Regions from separate parts of the Mus musculus genome. Here regions 1 and 3 are each linked to region 2. Evidence: chromatin contacts called from public Hi-C and promoter capture Hi-C data. All regions are on one chromosome and are shown on one strand. Each heading gives the region's core, a stretch centred on a gene start, on an enhancer-like site or on the middle of the called end of the contact. The rest is flanking DNA. Distances are from core to core; before and after follow the strand shown. Region 1 holds the start of Mbtps1 (membrane-bound transcription factor peptidase, site 1). Region 2 holds the start of Zdhhc7 (zinc finger, DHHC domain containing 7). Region 3 holds the start of Osgin1 (oxidative stress induced growth inhibitor 1).

Evidence for each region. Promoter capture Hi-C pulls out the DNA fragments that hold promoters and counts their contacts. Hi-C and Micro-C count contacts between places; a contact is called where the count stands out from the background.
Region 1: a contact with region 2 is called in a Hi-C map of regulatory T cells, with 6 times the contacts expected there. The contact joins the promoter of Mbtps1 here to the promoter of Zdhhc7 in region 2. A contact is called at or near these places in 4 of 39 promoter capture datasets (cranial neural crest, hippocampal neurons, liver and 1 more), 3 of 484 Hi-C or Micro-C datasets (CD4 T cells, myocytes and regulatory T cells), 1 of 115 datasets of contacts at active chromatin or transcription factors (memory CD8 T cells) and 1 of 9 other capture datasets (adipose tissue).
Region 3: a contact with region 2 is called in a promoter capture Hi-C map of liver, with 2.3 times the contacts expected there. The contact joins the promoter of Osgin1 here to the promoter of Zdhhc7 in region 2. A contact is called at or near these places in 7 of 39 promoter capture datasets (cranial neural crest, hippocampal neurons, liver and 3 more), 3 of 484 Hi-C or Micro-C datasets (CD4 T cells, bone marrow-derived macrophages and liver), 4 of 115 datasets of contacts at active chromatin or transcription factors (the 230-238 cell line, T-cell acute lymphoblastic leukemia, memory CD8 T cells and 1 more) and 1 of 9 other capture datasets (liver).

Annotation. Positions count from the first base shown.
Region 1 is chr8:119,557,386-119,561,464 of GRCm38.p6, reverse strand. Mbtps1 (membrane-bound transcription factor peptidase, site 1) reads left to right here and starts at 2,704. Exons shown (of 23, transcript NM_001167910.1): 1 at 2,704-2,819.
Region 2 is chr8:120,099,156-120,103,026 of GRCm38.p6, reverse strand. It overlaps Zdhhc7 (zinc finger, DHHC domain containing 7), which reads left to right and starts at 1,555. Exons shown (of 8, transcript NM_133967.3): 1 at 1,555-1,935.
Region 3 is chr8:119,435,269-119,439,022 of GRCm38.p6, reverse strand. It overlaps Osgin1 (oxidative stress induced growth inhibitor 1), which reads right to left and starts at 1,876. Exons shown (of 6, transcript NM_027950.2): 1 at 1,730-1,876.

The DNA.
Region 1 (4,079 bases), core at 1,455-3,954, 540 kb after region 2:
TAGAGAGTGTGGATATGGAGGGACGGCTCAGCAGGAACTGCTGCAACTGTACAGCGGGTACAGAGGCCAGGTGTGGTAGGCTTTAGAGAGTGTGGATATGGTGGGACGGCTCAGCAGGAACTGCTGCAACTGTACAGGGGGTACAGAGGCCAGGTGTGGTAGGCTTTAGAGAGTGAGAAGGAACGGAGTCCTTATCAGTTCTTTCCTTCTGAGGTGTGTTTCTTAGGCTAATTGTATGTATGCACGAATGTATGTATGTATGTATGCATGCATGTATGTTTGGCTGTGGGAGCTTGTACGCATGCACCACATGCATGCAGGTGCTGTTGGAACTAGAGGTACAGATGGCTATGAGCTACCATGTGGGCAGAGGGGATCAAACCTGGGTCCTCTATGAGAATAACTTGTGTTCTTCACTACTGAGTCATCATCTCTCCAGACCCCTTTTATTGGTCTATTTTTTTTTGGTATTTATTCATCTATGTGAGTGTCTGCCACATGTGCAGAAGAGAGTCAGAGATCCCTGCAGTTCCAGGTGGTCGTGAGCTACCTGAGGGAGTTCTGGGAACTGCACTTATTAGGTCTTCTGGAAGAGCAGTAAGTGCCCTTAACCACTGAACTAAACCTCTCTAGCCCCCATCAGCCATTTTCATTTTGCTTACTTCCGTGATGTAAAACCTCTCCCTGTTTGGGAACCGGAGGATTGGTGATGGTTCCTCAGTCTTGATGACCTCTGCCCTCAGCCTCTGCTCCTCTCTACCCACAGTGAGCTTGGCACAGTCCCTGACTCAGGACTGACCATGCCTCCTATGTGCTTTGAGTTTTGATGTGTTTGTGGACAGTGACAGCAAGCCTCCCTCTGGCAGCCCCGTGGTCACATGGTTACTACAGAGTTATCCCTTGATGTCTGAGGGGAGCAGTTCTGGGAGCCCCATGATCAACAAAATCTACAGATGCTTAAGTCCCCTGGATCAAACGAAATAGCATTTGTATGTGACTGCACGGGTCCTCTGTACACTGAGGTCCTCCCTATATAACACACATCGCTACAGAACCACGGTGATAAAATTCCTAAGTTTGGTTGTTTGAAGTGGGAGATTTACAACGGAAAGTAATTGCTCTAGTTATTCTGAGACAGCCCCTAGGCAGCTGTTAGCCAGGGTCAGCATGTGCGCTTGGCAGAATATTGCTCTTCCTGATACGAGAACCTGGACTTAATGAGGACCGGGATTCAATGGTGTTGTGACCCAGTACCCGCTTTGAACTTTCTAACAGAGGCATGGTCTTTGATACGGGAGTGTTCCTAATGGCCGGGGGTGTCTCCATTTGTCCTGTCCCTAATCAGTGGTGATCTTAACAGAAACCCAGAAAACCAAAACTTTAATTACATTTGTGGTAAAGCCATCTCTTTCCTACAGTCTGGTTAGTCCACTACTCAGCTCTGAGCACTCCTTTAGCTAAAGTCTACTGTATGCAGGCTTAATGGGTCCTTTATGACATCAACTTATTGCTCCCAGCTTCTCCTGAGCCAGCAAGGGTCTTCTAATTACTGGGCTTCAGGCATCTGAAGGACAGAAGACCTTGGGGAGAGTGTGGCGAATCAGCAGGGAGACATCAGGCCAAGAGCAAGATTCAAGTCTCAGGGCAGAGAGTGGGCAGGCAATGGGGTTGCCACAGCGAGTTTCCGGAATGATGGGTTATCCATAGGATTCTGGAACCTGGGAATAAATGCGGTCTATCCTTTTCAATGTGTGGGGCTACTGTCTCAGAACCGCCCTTTTAAAATCTCGTTTGTATGTCTGTGTAGGATTATGTATAGGCGTGCAGGTGCCCTCAGAGGCCAAAAACCTGATCCCTCCGAAGCTGAAGTTACAGTGAGCAGGTTCTGGGATGGAAACTTGGCTCCTATACAAGAGTACTGTCCCCTCTTACATGCACTCTTCTGACTGAACACCTGAGGGAAAACACAAGAGTGCTGCACAAGGTCCCCTCCATACCCTGACCTAAATCCTGGGTCCGGATCCCCTTTTCTTGAGTTTGCTCGGCTGGAGGTCCCAATGCAAAACCCAGTTTCCATACCAGGTTTGGCAGCCAAGGTGAGCTTATGAGCCTAGGACTCAGGGTTTGTCTCCTCCATCCTGTTTGCTTCAGTCACAGTCCCCGAGCACACTTAGGTTGTGCCAGGGCCAAGAGTGATCGATCCAGCTCAGTACTAAGGCTGAGAATGGGCCCGTTCTACAGGTGGCTAAATTGCTCAAGTGCGTTTTACCAGACGAAATTCACCTTGATCCTGTTTGTTCCAAATGGTAAATAGTTGGTGTTACAAACGTCCTGTTTCTCAAGATGCTGATGCACCCTCCTGGCAGCAGTAATAAACTGGGGCCATGGGAGTAGTTCAGGAGAACACATAGATTGGATAGGCGCCGTCCCACTTCAGCCGCGCAAAGGTGCTCGCACCCTTCCTGAGTTTCCAGGCCAGGAAACCTGGAGAAACCTAAACCACCAGGGTTCCCTATATATACCCAGAGAGGGCGATTTGGCCTCGCCCTCGGCTCCGCCCCTTCCCGACCCCTCCCCCAAGACCGCAAATGTCGCGAGAGCTCCGCACAGCCTCTCGCCTCGGTGCCGGGCCGTCAGGAGCGCGCACGCAGGTCGCGGGCGCGCAGAGCACGCCGGGCCGTCGTAACCCCCCCACGCCCCAGCGGCGTGGTCTCGCGAGACTTGCGAGTAAACATCCCCCGAATGGAGACCCGAGGCGTGTTCGCGGCGGAGCCGCCGTTCTCCCGGGTCCGCCGACCCCGAGCCTGAGGCGGACGCAGGTACGTTTGCCGGCGGCGGCCGAGAGCCGGACGCGCCCTAGGCTCAGCCGTCCGCTGCCCGCGCGGGGGCCGCCGGCTACCGCAGCTGCTTCCCCAGAAATTGGCCCGGAGCGGCGGCGGCGGCTGCGGCGGCCTGGCCTGCGCCTGCGCGCCGCGGTGCGCAAGCGCCGTTCGCCTCCGCAGGGCCCTGCGGTCGCGAGCCCCGGGGAACCGAGCTGCAGCTCAGTGCACATCGCGGCTCGGACTCGCATTTGCTGTAGGTGTTTTTGAGTGGCGCTTTGAAGGGACGGGAGGAGCACTTGAAGATTTCATTCTGGGATCAGCCTCGCTAGCAACCCCTAGGTTTGGAGGCGAATGAAAAAGCCGGACAGAGAAAAGCATAAAAATCTGCAAAACTAGTCGGGGGGGGAAAAAGTTAATATTTAAGACAAGGTCTGAGTAGCTCAAGCTGGCTTTGAACTCCTGATCCTCACGTCTCTGCCTGGCGCTGGGATTAAAGACGTACAGCGCCACACCACTTACCGTTATTTTTTAAACGCAAGACCGTGATTTCTATAAAGTGTCCTATGTATCACAGGGTCACTTGTATTAAGTGGTCCCGCCCTGTGACTTTGTGTCATCTTGCGGAGCAGTTCAGTCGGCACCACAGCCCGCTTTGAGAACCACTCCCCAGACTCCCGGTACCCTGCTGTGGTTAGAACCGATTTTTAGTCTGCTATTTTAGTCACCGATGGACCTGTCTCCTTAGGTTTGCTTTTTGGGAATAGTGGGTCAAGAGTCGCATGTGGCCTTTGGTGTCTTGTTTCCAGAATTCATCTATGTTGTTGCATAAACCAGTACCTTTTTTTATGGTTGTAGCGTAAGTCAGTATTTCATCTTTTACGGCTGAATGATAGTCCGTTGTTTAATAGCCCACAGTTACCCCTATTCATGTGGAATACCTTTTGCCAAGGTCTTATCTTGCAGTATGTGACACATTTGGCCACAGAGCTAATTTTTTGTGGACTTTTTGGTTTTTGTTTTTGTTTTGAGTGTAAGGGTGAAGTGGCTACTGGAACCTGCACTTTTGCTCATTAGGACTCTCCTGCAGTCTCTAAACACCCCTTATAACCAACAATTTGCTGTTACTATCTAAAAAGTGATGCGGTGTTGGCAGGCCTCCCCCTCGCCCCTCGGGAATGAAGGAGCATGTTTTCTGGTCAGATCTTGTTCATTCTTGGTGCTGTCATATGCTTTATTCTCTGACTCAGTTCTCTCTCC
Region 2 (3,871 bases), core at 306-2,805:
ACATCCTGTTTGTGTTGTCTTGAGGAAAACACACTGTCTCTGGAGGCAATACTGCCTTTATCAATCTTGCTGGTTTCTTAACTCTCAGCGAGCAAGAAAGGTCAGGGTGAGGGCTTTTTTCTGTTCCCAGGGTCCTTGAAGTCCCTGTCTTTCTATTCTGCCTCAATTCCATTCAGGTCCGCCTCAGTGAACTGCTAAGCTCATCGGGGTTACCTACAAGTGCATGGCTATTTAGAGGTGTATGGGTAACTGAGGCATTGCCAACACTGAGAAGTCCACCCTAGCATGGGAAAACATGCTCATGACACAGCCTGCAAGGCTCCAGAAAGTCTCCTCTAACCAGCAACAGTGTACTCCTTACATGATCCACAAGACCTCCCGGGTCTTATGGGTGTCCTGAGCCCCGCTTTCCATCCTGAGGAAATAGCTACCTAGGGCAGGCCAAACAAGAGGCACCTGAAAGGTTGGTACCATAGTGAGTATATGGATGCACAAGACGTAACCACAAAAGGGGCTACAGAGCCTGCGAGTCTGCTTAGAGGTGGTCCTTCCAGAAAACCTAGGTTTGGTTTCTTAGCACCCATAAGCCAACTCAAAACTGCTTACGCCAGTTCCAGGGTATCTAAATGCCCTCCTCGAGCATGCACGTGGTACACAGATATATATATGCGGGCAGAACACCCACAGACATAAGAATTAAAGAAAGAATTAAATAAGATTAAAAAGATGTAACCATAATTTTTCAAACCCAAAAGATGCTTTTTTTTTTTTCAAGATGGCATTACTATATAGTCTAGAGTGGTCTCGAACTCCGAATCCTCCTGCCTCAGCCTCCTGAGTGCTGGGACTTAGGCGTGCACTTCCATGCCTAAACTTAAAAGCTGTAATTTTGGAGCAGTTAATCTAATGCACCCTTATTTCCAAAAATCTGGCTCGAATAGCAGTTTCTGGGCGCGGGGACAGGAAACCCAGCGAAGATGGCGTGCGTACCCCAATGGGCTAGATCCCGGAGCTGTCATTATAGCCCTTTTTAGTATCACAGCACACCTTGCGTTTGCCAGTTTAACTACCAAACACTTCTCTGCCCTGGACAAATTGTGCTAAGTCTGTCAGGGGACTCAAGAGGCAGGGGACGGGTGAAGGTTATAAAAACACTCGTTTCTACCTCCGCAAAACTCTGGCCGGTCATCAGGAAGGGGTCGCAGCGACGCTCCAGCGACCTGGGCATGGAGGTGTGCAAGCCTGGACCCAGGAGTCCCATCTCCGGTCCAGGGCGCTGCCTCGGGCTCCCAAACGCCCTCTGGCTCAGTTGCTTCCACCCCCGCGCCTCTATCCTTCATCTCCGTAGTTCTCCCTCCTCCACCTGGCACCGACATCCTTAAAAAGAGAATCGGAGTCGCCACAAACTTCATCTATGTATGGTGCGGCGGGAAGCCTTATCGAGTGCTCTCGAACGGCAACGCGGCGTGGCCCTCGCGGCGCCCCGTAGGCACTGATTTCTCTTCCGGGCCACCCTTCCCGGGGGATCTCCGTTTAGTAGTCTTGCCGTAGATGCTGCTGCCTCTCCTCCAAGAACCGCCGAGTTCTTGGAAGCCCGGTCTTGGATGAAATCGCCAGAGCCTCCCCGCGATCCGCCTCCCGGAAGCCCCGGGCGGCGCGACCGGAAGGACGCAGGCGCAGCGTCTTGACCTCGGCCTGGTCCAGTTCCGGGGTCGTTCGGCTCGGCTGTGCCAGTTCGGCGTCGGGCTCCCGCTTCTGCTGGGGCTGCTGCCTCTCGCCCACCGGCCCGGCCGGCCCGAGCAGCGCGGAACCGAGCCGGATCCGGGTCCACCCGGCCCGGCCATGAGCGCTGCCGCATGATGCGTCGCCGCCCGCGCCGTTGCAGCCGCCGGCCACCAGGAGCCTCAGCACTGGGCGACCCCGCCCGGGCCTCGGGTGAGTGCGGGGAGAGCGGCGGCCGCGACCCCGGGCGGCTCCCCGCCGCCTCCGCGCTGCGGTCCCCTCGGGGGCTCTCCAGTCTCCTCTGCGGACCCCGCAGGATCGAGCCCCATTTGCACCTGCAGCCTTTTGCCTGACCTTGGGCGCTCCAGAGCTAACGTCAGGGTGGCTGTCATAAAGTGCTGTCACCGGTCTGCGAGCTGTCAAGTTTTTTTATGGTCATGCTTCGTCGCAGGTCTGTCTTCCCAAGGCCTCTGTTGTCTCTCTTTAGCGGGACTCTTCTGTTCTTTGCCGGTCTCCCTTCTCTTCCCCCCTGCCCCTGGCCATGGTGTTAGGAGGGTAGTTACCCGGAAGGGCATCTGGGATAATCGGGTCAGCTTTCAGGGCAATAAGGTTCAACTCTATTGAGCTGTCATTATTTCTAGAACTAAGTCCCTTCTAGCTATTAAATAGGCACATTTTATTAGCTCGTGAACAGCCAGTTTATTGTGGCAATTAAATTGGAGTAGTCATAGTTGCAGCAGTCTGCACTGTAGCGGCTTTCACTGGTGTGTGTGGCGCTGTCCAAATCCAAGCTACAGTCTGCTTTGCAATCAGTCCCCTTAGTGAGGGAGTACACTTGTGTTTATTTTACTGCCTTGGGAGAGAGGTCATTTATATTTCTTGGTAAATCTGCCCAGCACACCACTCTGATCTTTCCAAAGTTGTTTATAACTTTCACTTAATTCATGCTACATTTAGAAACAACAACAAAAAAAGATACCTTGTGATACTTGCCCCTGCAGAAGTGGTTAAAGAGAAAGGTTCTTGGAGGTATTTTACAAAATGGGCTAATGGGAGTGTTAATTTCATTTTTTGAACGTTGCACAAAATAGACAGGTTGGGGGTGTTGAAACTGTGTTGTGTACTCTGTGGAGTTACTGGTAAGGAGTTACTGGCTTCTGGGCTGAGAGTGGGAAAAAGTGAAGAGATAATTTCACTCAGAATTTGTTCAACAGCACTTGACTCTTGAGTGTCTGGGCGCTTGGTCGGTTGATATACTTAAAAATAAAACTCTAAGCTGGATGTAATGGGTGCACACCTTTAATCCCAGCATTTGGGAGGCAGAGACAGGAGGATTTCTGAGTTCAAGGCCAGCCTGTTCTACAGAGTGAGTTCCAGGACAGTGAGGGCAACACAGAGAAACCATGTCTCAAAACAACAACAACAAACAAACAAATTAGAACTCTGTGGCTTTGCTGCTCATCATGCCTTAAAATCAAGCCCTTTTTAAGAATGGAAGAGAAGGCAGGTATAGCCCCAGCATCCAAGAGGTAGAGGTGAGAGGATTGAAAGTTCGGACCTACCCCAAGCAAAGCAAAACAAGATGGGAAAGGACCCAAGCTAATGGGGTGGTCCTCAGTTCAGAAGTGTATGTGAAGTGAAAGGACAGGCAAGATTGTGTACTCTCATTGAAATTATTACTTTCTCACTTGAGTGTCAGTGATATAAGACAGTATGATTGCTCTTTCTTCACCTGCGGAAAGGAGACGAAGTCAGTCCCTACAAAAGGGACCTCTTGGGTGCATTGGAAGTGGTTTTTCATCACCCCAGAGCTTCCTAGCTTCGGTACCTGCCGAGCAGTGACACGTAATGATTTACTAGAGGCAGCTTTTGAGGAATATTTCTTCAAAGTAATGTTTTGATTATTGAAGTAACATATGTGCTGGGCGGTGGTGGCACATGCCTTTAATTCCAACACCTGGGAGGCCGAGGCAGGCAGATCTCTAAGTTCAAGGCCAGCCTGGTCTACAGAGTGAGTGCCAGGACAGCCAGGGCTACACAGAAGAGAAACCCTGTCTTGGAAAACAAAAAACAAAACAAAACAAAACCCGTAACATGCTTTAAGAATTAATTAATTAATTTATAAATGCGTGTGTGTATGTACCTGCCC
Region 3 (3,754 bases), core at 627-3,126, 660 kb after region 2:
ACCTAGAGCTGCTTGCTGGGTACCATACACATGAGGTCACCGCCAAGCCTGACCACCCCCCAGAAGTCACACGCCCCCAAGCTGTTCACCCTCACAACCACCCACAAGTACCTGCTACTAGTTTATAAGGCAAAACGGCTTCTTCCAACCTGCAGTTCCACCCAGGGGCCTCAGTTTGTAGAATTGGGGTAAGCTGCTCATTTTGTTTAAGACAGGGTCTCATGTAGTCCAGGCTGGCTTGAAACTAGAATAAGCCTTGGCAGGCCTTGAACTGCTGACCCTCCTGCCTGCACCTCCCAACCACTCATATTACAAGAGAAAGCTGCCACCACCTCCAGGCTAGAATAACCAGTTTTTAAAAGTACTGGCATATTTCGGAGTCTCTCTGGTTGGGCAATGCTGATAGAAAAAAAAAATAACGTTCTCAAGTTGTTGATTTAAGGGGCCAGGGAGATGGCTCCGTGGGTAAAGTGCTTGCCTAACCGTGAGGAACTGAGTTCAGATTCTCCACACTCCTGTCAAAAGCAGATGTCTGTAATCCTAGGTCTGGAGAGACAAACACAGGAGGGCCCCTGGAGATCACCCGCCAGAGAGCTGAATGACAGGCTCCAGGTTCAGTCCAGGAGAGGGAAGCCTGGAGGGAAGTGGCCCTGCAGGTAACTTGTTGTACAAGGGCAGTGACTTATGGGCAGGCAGCACTCACATAAAGATGGAAGGAGAAAGCTGACCCCTGACCCCTGACTCCTGGCGGGGGGGGGGGGGAGGGGTGGCTGTCTGATTTCTACACGTGTTCTTGTGCTCTCTCTAGCAATAATAATAATAATGATAGTGATAATAGAATGAAAAAGAAGGTGTGGACAGTGACTGAGGAAGACGCTAGCCATCGACCTCTGACCCCACAGGTATGAGCACATAAAAAATGAGTTTCTCAGAAGTGGCGATAGTTGCCCTGGTGTAACACTGCAGACATTTCTAAGGTTATGAAATCGTCATGCCAGGGAGGGCTGGGAACCATATACCATTTGTCTCTAAAAATGCCACCACCACCCCCAAGAGCTGGGGGTTTCTTATCCCCACTTCATGAATGAAACTGAGGTTGGGGAAAATGGAAGGGGAGGGGACATCTCGTCTAGGTCCTAGACAGCCTCGTTTGGGATCCTTTCCCCTCCATTCCCAAATAAAGCAACAGGTAGCAGTGACAGCTGCTAGTGACACAAAGCCCTGGGGCAGGAGGAAGTGTGCAGTCAGCCAAGTGTTACCTGGCCTTAGTCACAGTGAACCCTCGTTCCAAGTGCCTGCTCCACCTGGGCCCAAGGGTGCCTGATGGCCCAACCTCCACGGTCCACCACTTTCTCCACCGCACCTTCCGTAAACCGAGTACCCAGGAACCCTCGGCTGTGCTTGTCTGAGCCTGGTACCTAGGACCCACTGGAGCACCTCGCCAGGCTGGAGACACAGTGGCCATTGGTGCCTCGAAGGAGCAAGGCTACCCATGCTCCTTCCTGCCGGAACAGCTATTTCACGAGTTAGGATTAGGCTGCTAAGCCAGGGGCCGCTGGGGGAGAGTGTCCCAGACACTTAACCATGGCCATCGCTGGAGGTGCAGGGAGGACTCCCAGAGTCCTCCTCAGGACCAGTCAGTGTACACCCCGGCTTTCCTGACCCCCGTCTGCCCACCCTTGCCCCATAGCTATTGTTTCCCACCCACAGCCTTGCCCGGACCACTCACCTGATGGATGGTAGATAGCTGGAGGGAGCTGGTGAGCCTGGGTTGTCTGGACACTCAGAGGAACTTGGTCACACGGTGAGAGACTTTGTCACGGTGCCCTGCTGCAAGAACAGGATGCCCATTAGCCCTGGGGATCCCAGAGGCTGTGCGAGGCCCAAGGCTAGCAGGGGTATTTCACAGCGGGGCAGGGAGGAGGCGGAGGCAGGGGCGGGACCAGGAAAATCACTTTCATAAGCGTGAGTCAGCAGGGGCCCCTGGGTGAATGAACTTGGCCCTGGCCAGTCTTAAAGGGCCCCTGCTGGCCAGTTCCTCCCTTCCCGGGTTCAGTTTGAAGGAGGAACTAGGGAATCTTGAAAGAGACCACTAGGTCTCTTCCTTACCAGTGAGTGGTAGGCTTCTGAGAAATAGCTGGCCAGCTGGCTTCTGAACTCCAGAAAGCTCTGATCTTCCACTCACTTCCCACCCCAGCGTGTGGGGAGAGGGGACACGGGTGTGTGCAGAAAAAACCCTCAGTCACTGGTCAACCCCGACAACTCCCACTCAGCGACTTCCTGGTTGGAGACTCTGAACAAACCTCAGTTTCCCCATCTGAAAAGTGGGGTTGAGTTGGACTCCCTCATGTGTGCGTGCATGCGCATGTGAGTGTGTGTCCGTCCTCCCTGGTCCTTATAGACTTCTCTTCCTGTAGGGGGTCACGCCAGTCTGCTGGCCGGTTCTTGTGGTCCGTGAACGGAAGCTGGGTCCTAGGGAGACATCCCTTACTGCACACTGGGTCTGGAATAGCGCTTTTCCATATGGAGCCTTGGCTCAAGAGAAGGAAGTTGGGCAGTGGTTTAGGTCGGTGCACTCACCTTGGTGGCCATTGTTCCTGTCCTGATCAGCTGTCACTCTACCACCAGGACCAGAACTGGGGAGGGGCGGTGGGGGGGGAGTGTCAGGCTCTCACTCTAAGTACCCAAGAGACTACTCAGCGATTAAGAGCACTGGCTGCTCTTCCAGAGATTCTGAGTTCAATTCTCAGCAACCACATGGTGGCTCACAACCATCTGTAATGGGATTTGATGCCCTCTTCTGGTATGTCTGAAGACAGAACACTCATATATATTACATAAACAATTCTTTAAAAAAAAAAAAGGAACTCATTAAACAAAGTGACACTTTGGTACAATTTTCTAAAGAAAAAAAATTAAGTAAAGAATACAAATTCCAGAAAAAGAAAACTTCAGAGTTGTAAAGAAAGACGGGGTCCTTGGGCCCACCTCGTGGAACATCCTTCGGCTGCAAGAGTCTTGGCTGCTAGCACAGCATTTTGATTTAAAAAATGATATTTTGTTTTTCTTGGATTAAAAGAATGATTATTCAAAATACCGCATATAGGTTTTGGGGAATAGATCAGTAGAACCTGTGCCTAGCATTGCATGAGACCCTAGGTTGAAGGCCAAGTACCATTGTGCACTGATATGTTCAAACCCTGGGCTCGGGGCTGGGAGATGGCTCAGTGGAGAACACTTGCCCAACATGCTCAAAGCCCTGGCTTCAGTCCCCAGGACTGCTAAACACACGGAACCCCTGAGCCCTAGTCTGTGCCAGCAGTCTCAATGGGAGAGTCTGTTCCCCGGGGAGTACCTAGTGCACCATAAACTGGCGGAGGGGCACATCCTGCAGGGGTGGGTGAAGAGGGACGCCATCCTGGGGTGAGTAGTTAGGAGGCAGAGTGGGCAAGGCTGGCTGCTGACCTGGGTTTAAGGGAAAGGTCAGGCACGGCTCAAGGATCTGGTCCTAGAAGCTACTGCTCCCCTGGGGGATCCTGGGCTGCAATTTTTGCTTAGGGCTTTGTGGTCAGAATCTTGGTTTAATGCTCTGGTGTCTCCTTAACATTCTTGGTCATTTCTTTTAAAACAAGGACCATGCATTCTGCATGTCCCTTTTCCACTAGGCTGGGCAGCTTTCCCTAGCCTGAATGGGAGCTGCCTTGGGTTTAGCTCTTCTGCTGAGACACTCCCTTTAGTGCTGAGGTACCCTTAG